Regions from separate parts of the Mus musculus genome. Here all the other regions are linked to region 3. A link is a contact called in public Micro-C and promoter capture Hi-C data. All regions are on one chromosome and are shown on one strand. Each heading gives the region's core, a stretch centred on a gene start, on an enhancer-like site or on the middle of the called end of the contact. The rest is flanking DNA. Distances are from core to core; before and after follow the strand shown.

Evidence for each region. Promoter capture Hi-C pulls out the DNA fragments that hold promoters and counts their contacts. Hi-C and Micro-C count contacts between places; a contact is called where the count stands out from the background.
Region 1: a contact with region 3 is called in a promoter capture Hi-C map of pre-B cells, with 4 times the contacts expected there. The contact joins the promoter of Ccdc186 here to the promoter of Eno4 in region 3. A contact is called at or near these places in 2 of 39 promoter capture datasets (liver and pre-B cells).
Region 2: a Micro-C map of embryonic stem cells shows a contact between it and region 3, with 5 times the contacts expected there. The contact joins the promoter of Csf2ra here to the promoter of Eno4 in region 3. A contact is called at or near these places in 1 of 39 promoter capture datasets (pre-B cells), 1 of 484 Hi-C or Micro-C datasets (embryonic stem cells) and 1 of 115 datasets of contacts at active chromatin or transcription factors (epiblast stem cells).
Region 4: a promoter capture Hi-C map of pre-B cells shows a contact between it and region 3, with 4 times the contacts expected there. The contact joins the promoter of Casp7 here to the promoter of Eno4 in region 3. A contact is called at or near these places in 2 of 39 promoter capture datasets (liver and pre-B cells).
Region 5: a promoter capture Hi-C map of pre-B cells shows a contact between it and region 3, with 4 times the contacts expected there. The contact joins the promoter of Dclre1a here to the promoter of Eno4 in region 3. A contact is called at or near these places in 1 of 39 promoter capture datasets (pre-B cells) and 2 of 9 other capture datasets (adipose tissue and liver).

What each region holds. Positions count from the first base shown.
Region 1 is chr19:56,820,757-56,823,523 of GRCm38.p6, reverse strand. It overlaps Ccdc186 (coiled-coil domain containing 186), which reads left to right and starts at 1,325. Exons shown (of 16, transcript NM_170757.2): 1 at 1,325-1,536.
Region 2 is chr19:61,226,983-61,229,796 of GRCm38.p6, reverse strand. It overlaps Csf2ra (colony stimulating factor 2 receptor, alpha, low-affinity (granulocyte-macrophage)), which reads left to right and starts at 1,379. Exons shown (of 12, transcript NM_009970.2): 1 at 1,379-1,458; 2 at 2,432-2,525; 3 at 2,613-2,767. The coding sequence starts at 2,432.
Region 3 is chr19:58,942,086-58,944,785 of GRCm38.p6, reverse strand. It overlaps Eno4 (enolase 4), which reads right to left and starts at 1,361. Exons shown (of 14, transcript NM_178689.4): 1 at 1,165-1,361. The coding sequence starts at 1,329. It also overlaps a transcript of Hspa12a not described here.
Region 4 is chr19:56,395,707-56,398,406 of GRCm38.p6, reverse strand. It overlaps Casp7 (caspase 7), which reads right to left and starts at 1,278. Exons shown (of 7, transcript NM_007611.2): 1 at 1,090-1,278.
Region 5 is chr19:56,546,702-56,549,471 of GRCm38.p6, reverse strand. It overlaps Dclre1a (DNA cross-link repair 1A), which reads left to right and starts at 1,350. Exons shown (of 10, transcript NM_001360437.1): 1 at 1,350-1,498; 2 at 1,769-2,770. The coding sequence starts at 2,322. It overlaps Nhlrc2 (NHL repeat containing 2), which reads right to left and starts at 1,211. Exons shown (of 11, transcript NM_025811.3): 1 at 612-1,211. The coding sequence starts at 789.

The sequences.
Region 1 (2,767 bases), core at 76-2,575, 2.1 Mb after region 3:
GTAAGCCACTACTCCCGGCTCAACCCATAGTTAGGGTCTCATTTCTGTGAATTGACACTCTTCACACCAAGGCAACTCTTATAAAAGACAACATTTAATCAAGGCTGGTTTTACAGGTTCAGAGGTTTAGTCCATTATTATCACGCTGGGACGCACAGCAGTGTGCAGGGGGTTGAGGGTTAGGGTTAGAGACAAAGAGCAGAGAGCTCTACCTCTTGATTGGAAGGCAGCAAGGAGGAGACCGAATATGTCTCACACTGGGTGTAGCTCAAGCATTTATATGAGAGCTCAAAGCCTTCCTCCACAATGACATACCCTGTCCAACAAGGCTACACCTCCTAATAGTGCCACTTCCTATGGGCCAAGCATTCAAATACATGAGTCTATTCAAGTCACCACCGCACCTTAATTGTAAAACGTACTGTAATACATTACCATAATTTGAGGAGGGAGTTGTCATTTTCTGATTAAAAAAAGACAGAGGGTTAGTAATATACCACATTGAAGATTTTCCTCCTCAGCAATTATGAAAGTAATTTAACAGTAATATGCTTGGATTTACAAACTTGCCACTGAAGACGAGTCTTAACTATTTTCACTTACAACTGTCTACACGGCCCAGAACTTTAACACATCTTTTCTCCGGACAGAGGTGGTTTGCAAAACCTCCAGACTAAAACTGCTCACCTTCCCTACCTCCTCCAACTGGGCTTAGTCACTATAATATACAACCTGCGTGCAACCATGCAACCGGATGGGTTACGCAGCCCAGGCAGGCTTAGGTCCTCTGCGTGGAGCACACTAACAAGCTTACTAGTAAACAATGGCACTCGGTGCCACTTGGAGATCCCAGGTCAATTATTATTATGGAAACCCTGCAGAGCTCTCTCCCAGAGATGAAGCTCGCATGCCCAAGTCAGCTGCTCCTGCGGACTTGGCTCACCCACAGGCAGCGCAAAGTTTGCACCATCAGAACCGGGAAGCCACAATCTCTAGTTCTCTTTTATTACTTTATGCCACTGACTCATTAGATGACCGGCCAAAGGGTGAAGAAAAAAAGATGGCAACTTCCTTCCGATAGAAAGCACCGGCTTGGGACGGGAAAGGGAAAGAGTGGCCCAACCGGACAACAACAGCCTGCTACAGCCTCCTTGGGCTTAAGTGGAGGTGGCACGGAGATGCTGGGCGGGGCCTCTAGAAACCGCGAGGACTGGAGGCGGCGCCTCGAAAACCACGCCCGCCTCCAGGTGCTTAACGTCACGCGGTCCGCGCCGCGCTGATTGGCTCGTTCAGGGAGCCCCGCCCCCTCAGCTGTAGCCGCGCCGGCTTAGGCGTCGCCGCCATCTTTGTTGATGTGTCAGCTCCGCAGGGGTTTTGGGGGAAAACCTCCGCTGAGAGCCCGGGATCTGCAGTGGTCTCCGCGCGTGACTTCCTCACCCACTCCGCGTCGGCTACACGCCGCCATGGGTTCGTCGGCCCTGGAGCCGGAGCTCCATCGGCCTCGCTAGGGTGCGGCCCGGGGCTGGACGACGGACGGTGAGTGGCCGAGGGGCGTCCGGGACGGGCGCGCTCGGGGAGCGCTGGTCTGCGCGCGTGGACGTGACGGGGTGGTAGCCCCGGGCTGTACGCAACTCCGCGCGTGGACGTGACGGGGCTGGCGGGGCCCTCGGGGGGCTGTGCCCGGAGGCGCGGCCGCTCCCCCGCCGCACCAGCGCGGTATCTCCGGGGACGCGGTCCGCAGCGTTCGGCTTTTCCAAAGATCCCGATGTATTTTCATATATTTTCACCTTGGTAGGGAAACCATTTCAGATTTCTCTCTCCCCTTCTACCTATCCTCAAAGTAGCAATCCCAGGGAAACAGCGCGCGGGGAGAATGATGGCTCAGCTGCCAACAATTCGTAACTTGTTACAATATTCACATCTTGATTGTTATTTAGAGAGGAGACTCGGGTTTGTACGCAGAACACCTGGGTTAGAGTCAGAAAAGACTACAGTAAAAAAATATGACAGCGAACCAGAAAAGATGTCTCAGACCCAGTGTCACGCACGGTCCTTTGATGTCCCAGCCTTTTCCTTTCTTCTGAAGTGGTACACAGGGTGCTTGTCTGAGGAAAAGATGAAACAAATCAGTTATGACAGTGTTTCAAAGTGCACGTGTAGCCAGCCATCCCAAGGAAAATCGGTCTGTTAAGTGTTAGGTTTATTAGCGTGGATGTGGCCTTTGTGCACTTAATTGTGAAGGAGATTAAGGACCCAGAGACAAGTGATACTGAAACGGATGCGTCTTGTGTATCAAGTCCACCGTGTGCAGCTACTTTTTAGCTCTTCGTTAATTAATGGTTACACAAATGAAACAACAGTAATGATTGGCCTACTTCTTTTATGGTTCCTTTTTGGTCTTCCCATGTTCCCATGTGCAGATTTTGGGCAGGCCATAATCTTGTACTGTTGCACCAAGGCCTTCCTTCTCCTTTGTACAGGGTAATAGGTAAGTATGACTTTGGAAGGCTACCAGAAGACACAGGGACTGTGTTTAGTTTTTTTGAAGGCCTTTTCTAATTTAAAACAATAGAAACTTAAGGTGTTTGATTGAGAACAGGTTCCATGGAGTAAGGGTGACATTTCCCAGTCTGATTTTTTTTTTTTTTTCCAGACTGAAATCCTGAGTGGTAGAAGAAGGGGCACTCATAAACCTTTAGTTCCTTCACACAGGAACCAAAGACTTATTCTTTGATGCTGTGCAGTGCGGCAGCATGGCTGCTGCTGA
Region 2 (2,814 bases), core at 130-2,629, 2.3 Mb before region 3:
TCAGGGGAAAGAGAGAAGGTAGAAGAGAGAGGAGAGGGGGGAGGGAGGAAAGGCTAGAGAGAAAGAGAAAGAAGGAGAGAGGAGAGGAAAGAAGAAGACAAAGAGAAAGGGAAGAGGAGAGAAGTGAGAGAAGTGAGAGGTGAGAGGACAAAGGAGTAAGAGAGCGAGGTGGGGGCTAAGCACCCCTTTTTATGGTCTTCCCTGTTGCTAGGTAACTGGGGAGGAGTTTAGCCTGAAGGTCAGATTGACCATGCTTCTCTTGGGGCTGTGGGAGGTGGTAAGGAGCATGAGGGAATGCCTACCGTGTCATGAGGGTGAATTATGACTATCGGGGTTCAGACCTCAGATCGACTGGAGACCAGCCTGCAATTCCCCACAATACCATGTAGGTTTTTAAAACTAATAAAATTTATCTTAAAACATACAACTCAGTATTGATATTTTTAAAGTCATTAAAATAATTCATAATAGTTTAAATGCCTCTTAAATGTACATGACATCTTCGGAAGCAGACATTAATACACACTCTACCAGTTTTTAAAATCTGTTTGGAACATTAAACACGACAGAAAATCTCTCATGAGTCCTCTGTGGACAGAAATTGTGACGAGTTCCTGATTTTACAGAAACGTCCATCTCCGCGCAGTGTGTGTGTGTGTGTGGCTTCACAGAATGAGCTGGGTGGAAGCATCCACCAGGCCCGCCTGACCCTGGGCTGTCTTGGGTGGGAGACTTCACAGCTGTCTCTGGGTTCTGGGTCCTGGGACCGTTAGGTGGCTTCCGTGATTTTAACTGTGGTGCCTGTGCTGTGTAGAAAATTGTCCGTTTCATCCAGATTTGGTTTTCCCCAATTTGGAAATTAACGATGACGCAAGGAGATGTGAACCTAAGGATCACCTGTTGAACCTAACCCTTATCAATATGATCAACAGGATCAAGACTTTGCATGTCAGAGTCTTCCCACTGTGTAAGCGCGTGCTCACATGTGTGGTCACACTGTGTGCATCAGGGTAAGACTGTCGGTGATGTCACACTGTGCTGAGTGGTCACACTGTGTCCACAAGGGGTCAGATGCAGTGACTGACGTCACACCGTGTGTAGCCAGGCTGTGTGCGTGGCAGTGTGACGCGCCCGAACAGCCACACAGTAGGCTCACGTCCCGGTGTGCTGCCCCACTGCACGAGGTTGCATGGCGTCACACAGCGGGCCAACCGCCTGGCGCGTATACTTACTGTGCGCATTTGACATCATGCTGCCTGCACGGGACACTCGGACCCCGCCCCCGGTGACGTCACCGGGCCCCACCCAGCCACCCACCCCTGCCTGCCTTGTTCCTTCCCCTCTAGGTTTCCCAACCTGCAGATGAGGAAGAGGAAGCGGGAGACAGACGGACAGACGGACGGACACAGACGCTGCGCCCAGGCCTCACCATCCATCGCAGGAAGCCCCCTGTCTCAGGTCAGAGCCCCTCCACCCCTTTCCACCTCACCCTGCCTGACATGACGTCACCCAGAAGCCCCTCCCACCTGGCCCTACTGTGTGCCCAGCACACCCTGGGGTTTAGAAAACGATGGGGCTAGGGGACGGAGAGACCGGAAGGGGGGGGCAGTGGGACATGCAGACCTACTGTGTGTGCCCTGGGTCTCGGGTACAAGGTCCCCACCACCCGTGGGTCTGAGCCCTGGGGATGGTTTGGGGTGGGGTCAGAGGTAACAGAGGCCAAGGGGGGCTTAGAAGCCGGAGTTGGGGGGCGTGGCCTCCGCCTGCCAATCCCCCGCAACCTCTGACCTCTGTGTAGTACTGGGGTCAGGAGATGTGGTTCACCTCCAGGAGTCAGGGGTCTGGAGATGGTGGAGTTGAGGCAGGGGGATGGCTTCAAGTGCGTTTCCTCCAAAGCCCGGGGCGGGGGTGGGGGGTGGGGGAAGCGGGGAGTTGCGGATCGCCCCTAAGCCCGACTGCGGAGACCCCGCGGACGCCGCCCCCGCCCTCCCCACTCCCCGCGAGCGAGCGTCCTTGGCCCGACAGGAAGTGGGGACTGGAGAAAAGGAAGTGGCTGCAGCTGAGCTTGGAGCACGGCGGGGTTGGGGAAAGGCGGGTCCAGGCGGCGGTGGAGCGTGAGGGGGAAAGGGTCTGACCTACACACAGTCAGGCCACAGGCAGGCAGGGCGACCCCCGATCCCCTCGACCGCCTCCCCACCGCGCGGACAAAGCGGGTCCACATATAAGCAAAGATTCACGGGGAATCAATAGGATAACGTCACCAAGAGAGGAGCTGAGACAGGGGCATGGCTCAGATGGCAGAGCCCAGCCTCTGTACCCACCACAAATCATGCTGTAGTGAGTGGGTGGGACGGGGCCAGAGAATGCCCCGCCCACCCTAGTGCGCCAGACAGGATAACACCTCGGCTCTGCCCACTCATCTGACTGACAGATGACGTCATCACATGCCATGAACATCACCCCCCTGGCTCAGCTCGCCCTGCTCTTCTCCACGCTACTGCTTCCGGGAACTCAGGCCCTTCTGGGTTAGTGACGCTAGGTGGGCGGGGTCGGAAGTCACGGTGGGCGGGGCCGCGTCCAACAGAGCCACCTCACCCTCCTCCCCCTTCCAGCTCCGACCACACCGGACGCCGGCTCCGCCCTCAACCTGACCTTCGACCCCTGGACTCGGACGCTGACCTGGGCCTGCGACACCGCCGCGGGGAACGTCACGGTGACGTCATGCACCGTGACCTCGCGGGAGGCGGGGATACACCGGCGAGTCTCGGTACGTGGGGGTAGGGAGAGAGGGCCTTGTCCCGCAATGATGTCACT
Region 3 (2,700 bases), core at 112-2,611:
AGCAAGCCATGAGAAGCAAACCAGTAGGCAGCATTTTTTTTCTTCCTATAGCCTCTGCTGCATTTCCTGCCCAGACTTCCCTCAGTGATGGGCTGTGGCATGGAAATGTAAACCAAATAAACAAGTTCCTAAGTTGCTTTTGGTCAGAATGTTGTAGCAAAGGATAGAAAGCAAATGGGGCCGCCCCTAACTAAGGTATGGGAGTTCCCAAAGAGCTGTACAAACCAGTGCCAGGCTGCCTAACAGACTAGGAAGAGACAGGGTGAGGTGTCCTTTTAGACAACGAGTTAACAGTTCCTTCAGCAAGAGAGAGAGGGATTGAAATCTTTATAAGGCCTTCACTCACCTATTCCACAAAAAGTCTATAATTGTCCCTTTGTCCCACAGTGCAGGGGTAGGGGTGAGGGTGGGGGTACTAGTTAAAGCCCTGAGGCCCAAGTTCTTTATTTAAAAAAGGGAGGGTTGTTTGTTTGTTTTAAATCTTGCAGAGCTTTTAGAGACGAAGACAACGAGTGGTAGGTACCCCAACTCCTTTCCAAGTCACATCTGATGCACAGGAATCCCCCTCCTCAGCAGCCAACCATTAGGTAACTCAAAGGATTACTGTAGGATGGCCCTAGGAGAGCTCAAGGACACTCAGTCAACAACGGAGAAGGGCCTCCGAGTGAAATCTGCATTTTGGCAGTCACTGGCCCGAGACGTTGGGTACCTAGCCAATGCAGGGTGCGTGAGGTTTTCACACCTGGGAGCTTAGACTTGGAATCTGAGACATCAGGGGGGAGTGGAAGCCAAAGGAATGGGACCCGGGGTGGGCTGCAGCCAAGTCCCTGGCATTCGTTTCGTGGTCCAGCTTGCGTCCCCGCCCGCAGGTAAGGTAAGTTCAGCGTCAGGTCTGTGGTTTAGAAAACCAACGGCAGGTGAGCTCCTTGGATAGAAAAGAAGCTCGCCAGTCTCGGAGCAGACCTGAGCTACAGACCCATTCAGGGTCCTCTTGTCAACTCTCCGCATCCTCCCCGCGCAGCACGCTCGCCCTGCTCTCAGCTGGGCATCCCCTAACCCTTCTGCCCAGCAGCGCGCAGGCGCGACTCCGTTGCGCAGGCGCAGACGCATCGCGCTGCCGCAGCGTGGGCCAGAGGGAGGAGGGAGCTCCCCGCGCGTCCCTACCAGGTGCCCGTAGACATCCGCAGGCTGGAGGTAGAAGGTGGAGTTGAGCAGATCTTCCAGCTTGCGCGGGACGTCGTTCTCCTGGTAGTACGCCATCGCCTGCTGCTTCAGCTTCTGCAGGTCCCTAGTGATCCCGCCTCTGCGGCCGCCGTCTTCATCTCCCATGGTAGGAGACTTAGGGCTACAGCGGGGTTTTGCCAGGGGGCCCGCCAGCGTCCTTTTGTCGCTAGGCAACGCAACGAGATCACGACCCCTAGATCTCGCGAGGCTTCCTTCCCTTGGTGGACCGAGACTCAAGCTTTCCGTTCGGGACCCATCGTTGTCCCGTCCGCACTTCGCCTTTCTTCAATGCTTCGCTCTTAGTGCTCTCTCGTCCCCGTTTGTCACTGTTCCTCGGACAGTTTTGCAGACGGGGAGGCATTTAACGATTGTTTGAGTTCGTTTTGCAGAAGCTGGGGAGCGGTACCCGCCACTTCAACTCTTGCAGTTAACGAGGGAGAGGGATGCAAGAGCCCAGGGTGCCCTTCCTGAGCCGTGGAGGTCCTGGGCATGCATCCCTTCCAACCCACGCACTGTGCTTGCTGCACGCCTCGTGATGCTCTCTCTCAGAAAGCTCCCTTTGGGGGAGATTACTGAGAGTGAAACCCAGTGTAGGAAGTAAGACTGATGATGCTTTGGAGAGACCCAGGGCGAGGTGGAGGCCATGCAAAACGCAGCCCATGAGAAAGTCCTTGGGTCATGGTCTGTAGCAGCGGGCTGCCTGTTTACTGTGACAGTTAGGTACCAGACGCAATGATAGAACTTATTTCTGTGCTCGTTACTTGGATGGTGCAGGACGATCCAAGTAATGGATAGGAGTGGGCCGAGACAGACAGGGTGTTTTCGTGTTTTTTTTTTTTTATTGTTGCCTGTTTTATGTTCCCAACAGAAAGCAGGTTGCTTAAAAGACTTGTGCCTTCATTGCTCATCTGGAAAACGTAATCTTACCTGCTCTGTCCGCTGGACAATCACTTAAAATAACCCCGAGTGCGAAGAGGCATTTGGGAACAGTTGTTTTCCATAAATGTACTGTTGGATGTAGGTGGATAAAATACCTGATTCTGTAAGTACGCTTATATAACCGAGACCCATTCCTCCCTGCTCTGGACTCTCTTTGAGGACGATTTCCTTTCTGTGGTGTGATGGGTCATCACACACTTGCCCTCCCCTCTGGCTGGCTGCAAGTCCTTGGATGGTGGAAGCAGAGACTTAGTCATCTCCTTGTCCATCGCAGAGCTGAGCGCTCACAGCTGGGATTTTAGTGCACCTTTGTTTAAAAACGAGCCCACAATGTTGCCATTGCTTTTATTCCTGGGTGTGGCCGTCCTCATACCAACCCGCCTCCTGTGGAAGGTACCTCCTTCGCCCATCCTGTGAAGGTTGAGTTTTGTGTCTTAAGAAAAGCTGTGCTTCACATTCTCACCCCCCCAGCAGACTGCTCTTTCTACTGATCTCCTTGCCCACTTGAAACCTGGACCACAGACGTGAGCCCTCATC
Region 4 (2,700 bases), core at 29-2,528, 2.5 Mb after region 3:
GATTTCCTGCCTCCAGGCTCCTGCCTCGACTTCCCTCAATGACAGACTGTGACCTGAAGTCGTCAAATGAAATAAAGCCTTTCCTCTCTATGGTCATGGTGTTTATCCCAGCAAGAGAAAGCAGGCTAAGCAAGTTGATTGAGGTGGGTCTTCCTGAGGAAACAGGCTGCCTGCTTCCCAAACACAGCAACATTGAACAGGCTCACCTCCTGCCCAAATGCATACTTCCTTAAGTGAAAAAGTCCCGAGGCTGCCACCCAACCCATCAGTGTCACCTGAGGTTCACACCATGAGGGAACTAGAGACTTTGCCCATGTCCTATAGGAGGTTGCAGAGTGGCAGATTGTAATGCTAGGCTTTAACAATATGGACAGGGGTGTAAGGTTACGCTGGCCAAAATCTGAAGGAAGAAACAGCTTGTCAACAGAAAACCAGGGCCTTATCAGTTATCTCAGCTCAAGAGAAAGGCCTGTGAACTGCTTACAAACACCGCCTGTGCCTACTAATAAACTTACTTCCCCATAAACCCGAAAGGCCAAGGAGTAAAGGTGAGGTGTCGCCTGGAGCTCATACTGACAAGTGTCGCTTGCCAGTTTTTCACCAGTCTTAAGTCACTGTAAGAGTCTAAGAGTCCCGATGCAAGGGTCCCCAGACAAGAAAGAGTGTTTCAAGCACACTTCGCCTAGGTTAAAGACCTATGCACCTAACTCCCTCTTTCCCTGAGCACAAGCCACCAGAACCGCCCAAGATTCCCATTAAATGGACCCGGCAGCGCCTAAGTTCCCGGTCTGACAAGGTAGTCCTTGCGGGTTCAAACAACCACATCTACTGCCCTACACCCGCTCTTTCTTCCCTGTTACATCCGGAATGGCACCGGATGTCGTGAGACCCTGGTCCAGAAGACCAAGGGACCGCCGTGCCGAGCAAAGCGGGCGATGGCCAGGCATGTTGGAGAGCCTTCCGCGCCACAGCGCCCTGCAAGCAAGTTCTGCGAGCCTGCGGGAGGGAGGGGGACTCTGGGCGGGGACGCGCGGGAGGAAGGAGCTCGCGGAAGAGGGGAGGGAAAGCCGCGATGGCGGCCCAAGTTACCGTTCCCACGGCGGCGGCCAGGAGCCCACGGCAGCGTCCGTCCTCCGCAAGGGTCGAGGGCAGCTTTGGGAAAACTGAAAGCAAAAGTCCCAGAGGCGGAGGGGGAGGAGCGGGCGGGCCGGACGGGGCTGTGCCTGCAGCCCGGGAAAGCTGGGGGCGAGCGGGAACGCGCGCTACGGAGCCCGCCGCGGGAGAAGCTCGCGCGGGAAGCTCGCGCGGGAAGCCCTCGCCGCCCACGTGCTGCGTCCCCCCCTCTGCGACGTTTGGGCGACCCCTGCGGCTGCAGGAACTGGGCAGATAGAGCGCTCCCTACAGAACTGGCGGGCTCTGCAAAACTGCCAGCCAGAAAAGTGACCGTGACCCCGGGCTACCTGCTGCAAATCTGTTAAGTTCTCTGAAAATATGACTGCGCGCTTGGTCCAGACCTCTGCGAAGTTGGCAAGCGTCACCGGCACGGGAGGAGAGCGGCCCTGCAAATTGGGGCTATCCCTGTCCCCTCCTCTATGCCACATATGCAAATTTCCCCGCGCTCACCAGAGAGGAGTACTAAGAGACTCTAAAACTGTAAACGTCAAAAGTTCCACTGAGAACGCATTCTACAAAACTGTCTACCCAGCAGATGGACCCAAAATTCTGACTTGCTCTCCGCGATGGGGCACCTGTCTCGTTCTGTTTTTGTTTTTTACCTTTTTCCTAACACAAGCTGCTTCTCGACCAGATACTGTGCACCACCAGTCGCTTTAGTCTGATGTCTTCCCAGACGTTGTTGGGGAGGGGGGCGAACTTTGTCTTAAACACGTTTATACCTCCCAAACCCAGCTTGCACGGATATTGCGCCAAAATCATCATCCATGTGTGCTACCTCCCGTGTCAGGCACTAGGTTTGAGGAAGCAGACAGTGAGCTAACATGGGTTCCTGTTCATGTCATCTTCGACACAGACAGACAGACAGACAGATCTGGGCTTCCATCTGTAGACGCTTCCAATTCCTCCCCTCCACCTAGAGTTCTCAGAACAGCTCATTCACTCACACTGAAGCAAGCTATGTGAGAGAACTTTGTGAAAACGCCAGAGATACTCGATTCTCAGACCTACAGGTCTCCGGAGCCATCAAGGCTATTTTATTTGCTAGCATGGTTTTTCTTGAACCCCAGAGTTTTAGCACTAACTCTAGAATCTCAGCCAGTATGGGCACTTTCAATTCTTAATATGCCTGCCCTCCTTCTTATTTAATAATGCTAGTGTCCCTGAACTGTGGAGGCAAATGTTGGGGTAAGCCATGGCTCACGCTATGGTGATTTGCTTTTTAAAACTGACAGTCCTTTGAAAAATGAAGAAATCCTATCTCCACTATAATTTATCTTTGTGTAAACCATGACTTTTTCCAGGGTAGTCCTAAAACGTGGAACATTTAACAACCAATCTCTACTTATTTGGTGGTGAGGAATGTGAGAAGCTGCCCACCTGACAGCACCAGGGTCCTGTTGCCTGGACAGTGATGTTCTATCCACAAGAAGGTTTGCCTGTGCTGTGGCATGCGTGGCGCATCCGCACACAGGAATCCATCCCTCACGCAGATGGAGAGGCAGGGCGGCACCACAGGAAACCTCT
Region 5 (2,770 bases), core at 101-2,600, 2.4 Mb after region 3:
GACACTCCCAACCAAAGAAGGTAAGGGAGCGTTTTGTTTAAACTGTACTACCGGGAGTATCGTTTCCCTATGTCCCAACAGTTCCCACTACTAGGATTCAAACCTGAGTACTAAGCTAAAATTGATTCCAGATTTTAAAGATCAATAGGTTCACCACTTTGAACGTGGAAACGCGGTTGGACTAGAAAACCATCAGATGCTATGCCTGTAGAATGTAGTCCAACTCTAGTGGTTATTAGACGGGCAGGTTTCCTAGCCTTCCCTGTGCCTCAGTTTCCTTAACTGTAAAACAAGACTAGTAAGAGGGTCTCGGTGGGTTGTACCAGGTAAGTAGGAGCTCTCAAGTGCTTCAAACCGTCTGTGGCACATTAAAAAGTGATCAATATACACCCATGGAGCCTTGAGGCTACTGACGTCAGGTCACGCAGGATTCCAGACAGAGATGCAAACACTGGTCCCCGCCCAGCAGAACCCCCTCCGTGTGTCGCTGCTCCCCTGGAGCACCTCGGGGGCTGTGGGAGGACCGCAGGGCACCGATCTGCTGGCGGGAGGGAGCCACCGAGGAAGGGGAGGACCCGGGAGCGGCCCCCACCCCGACGCCAGCCCCTCACCTTCCGGAAACTCGGGCACCGCTAGGTCCTGCTCCCAGCCGTCCACCTTCTGCAGATACTGGTAGACCAACTCATCCTTCTCTTGCTGGGTGACGGCGTCCAGCAGGGCGTACTCGAGCGAGGTCTGCGCGGGCAGCAGGCCCGAGAGGCTCGCGCCGCGCGCTCCGGGAGCCGCCATGTTGCGCGAGCTCCCGAGGGCTCCGGGGCCGAGGGCGCGGGTCGGACCAGCGTGCGCCGCCCTCTTGACTCAGAGCGGGGCCTGGCCAGCCCGGCCCTGCGCCACACACGCTTCCGCCTCCAATAAGCCTTCCTCCGGACGCCAAAGTCCAAAGGGCCGTGCTTCCCTGGCGCGTAATTAAACTCCAGAGTTGCCCACCCCGCCCCTTCCAGGTTCCGGGCCGCCGCGAAGCCTGGACGTTCAGAGCGCCAGATTCGACACGGGGAAGGCTGCTAGGGTCGCGCTCCAGAGGAGCTGGGAACCCATTGCCTTTGAAGCCCGGCAGGGAATTCCAAGACAAATAAAATTCAAATAACCATGTACACGTTTAAAAGAGCCGACTTAAGAAAAGCCTGCCCATTTGTGTGTCCCACTCTTAAACTGAGATCAGCCGATTCGGCACGGCAGTGACAGTGGGACAGCGTTCCCGCCAAGAAAGACTCGAAAGGTAAAGAAGGTAAAGCAACCCTCGGAGGAGACTCTTTTTTTTTTTTTTTTTTTTTTTTTTTTTTTTTTTAATGTAGGCAGTGAGGCCGGTGGTTTTGTGTTGACAACAACAAAAGTGTCCTGTGACTCTGGGTGTGCTGAAAGTGCGGGCGCGAATGGAATGTCCCGCGAGCTGGCGCAGAGAGGAGGCAGCTGCAGCGGGGTCCCCCTGCTGCCAGGCCAGGTGTGCCCACGAGGGACTACCGGGAGGAACGGGGCGAGCTGCACAAGGGCTCATTGGGATGTTGGCATTATTTAACCTGGGAATAATGTAGGGCTCCTTCATTGATCTTCCCCCCACCCCAGATCCAAAGGCAAAGAGCGGGAGCCTGTAGGAATTTTCTGGTACCTGACCTCTCTGGAGGTCTGCAGAAGTGGCTGATTGATTTCAGGGCAGACAGCCCCTATGGTGTGGAGTACAGTCTCACATGTTTGAACTTTGTTCACTGTGCAGGGTTTGATCCTAGGATGGAGGAAGAAATGGACTGACCCAGGAAGCTGAAACTGGTTGGACCCATGAGTCACGAATAAGGGCAGCTGTCGGTTGTAACCAACACCTCTTTGATTATGGTCTAGTCTATGGACTAGTCTCACACTAAGTAGACTAGGGACTGTGACTGGACTTGTAAATGGACACTTGTCCACATGAACGAGAGCCAGAATAGCTTTCTAACCATTATATGGAGACTGTTTTCAGTTAAAGTCATTGAGCCTGGTACTTACCGTCAGTGCTTGACATTCAAGACATTCTTGATTCTTATTTTTATAAATCAAGTTCTGAGAAGTTAAAAAAAAACCTGAATGAAATAGTGTCACAATGTAAAGAAAACCGTATAGATGTTACCCTGTAGTGAGTTCTCTTAATTTTATTATGGTATAAAATGGAACAGCAGGTGTTCACAGGTACTAAGTGGGTTGTGTGCCAATATCACCAAAGCTTTCAGTTCCAACCAAGTTAGTTGGCTTTTGGCTACTTTTTTTTTCCTATTAAAAACTTGTTACAAGAAATGGACTCTGAATTCACCAAAGACTGGTGCTGTACTCACAAAAATCATTTGGCCATGTTAGAAGACACGTTTTGGGAAGAAGAAATCTGGGAATATAAATCTAAAAGAAAGCCCAAACCCGTACATCCAAATAATTGTTCTGAAAATATTTCAGAATCTGTTGAAAAATCAACAGATGGAAAACACCAGTCAAAAGGAAATGAAAAAAGGACTTCAGAAAATCCAGGCAAGACGAAGGACCACAAAGTGTGCCTTGCAGAAACAGACAGTCAGATTTCTGCAGGTTCCAGTCAGAGTTCGAGCTGTAGAGATGAGAGTCAGCAGTCTCAAAACAAAGAGACAACACCGAAAAAGCAACATAGAACTCGCAGAGGGAAGCAAGTGACCCCGAAGGTGCGCCCTGTTTATGATGGATACTGCCCAAGCTGCCAGATGCCCTTCTCCTCATT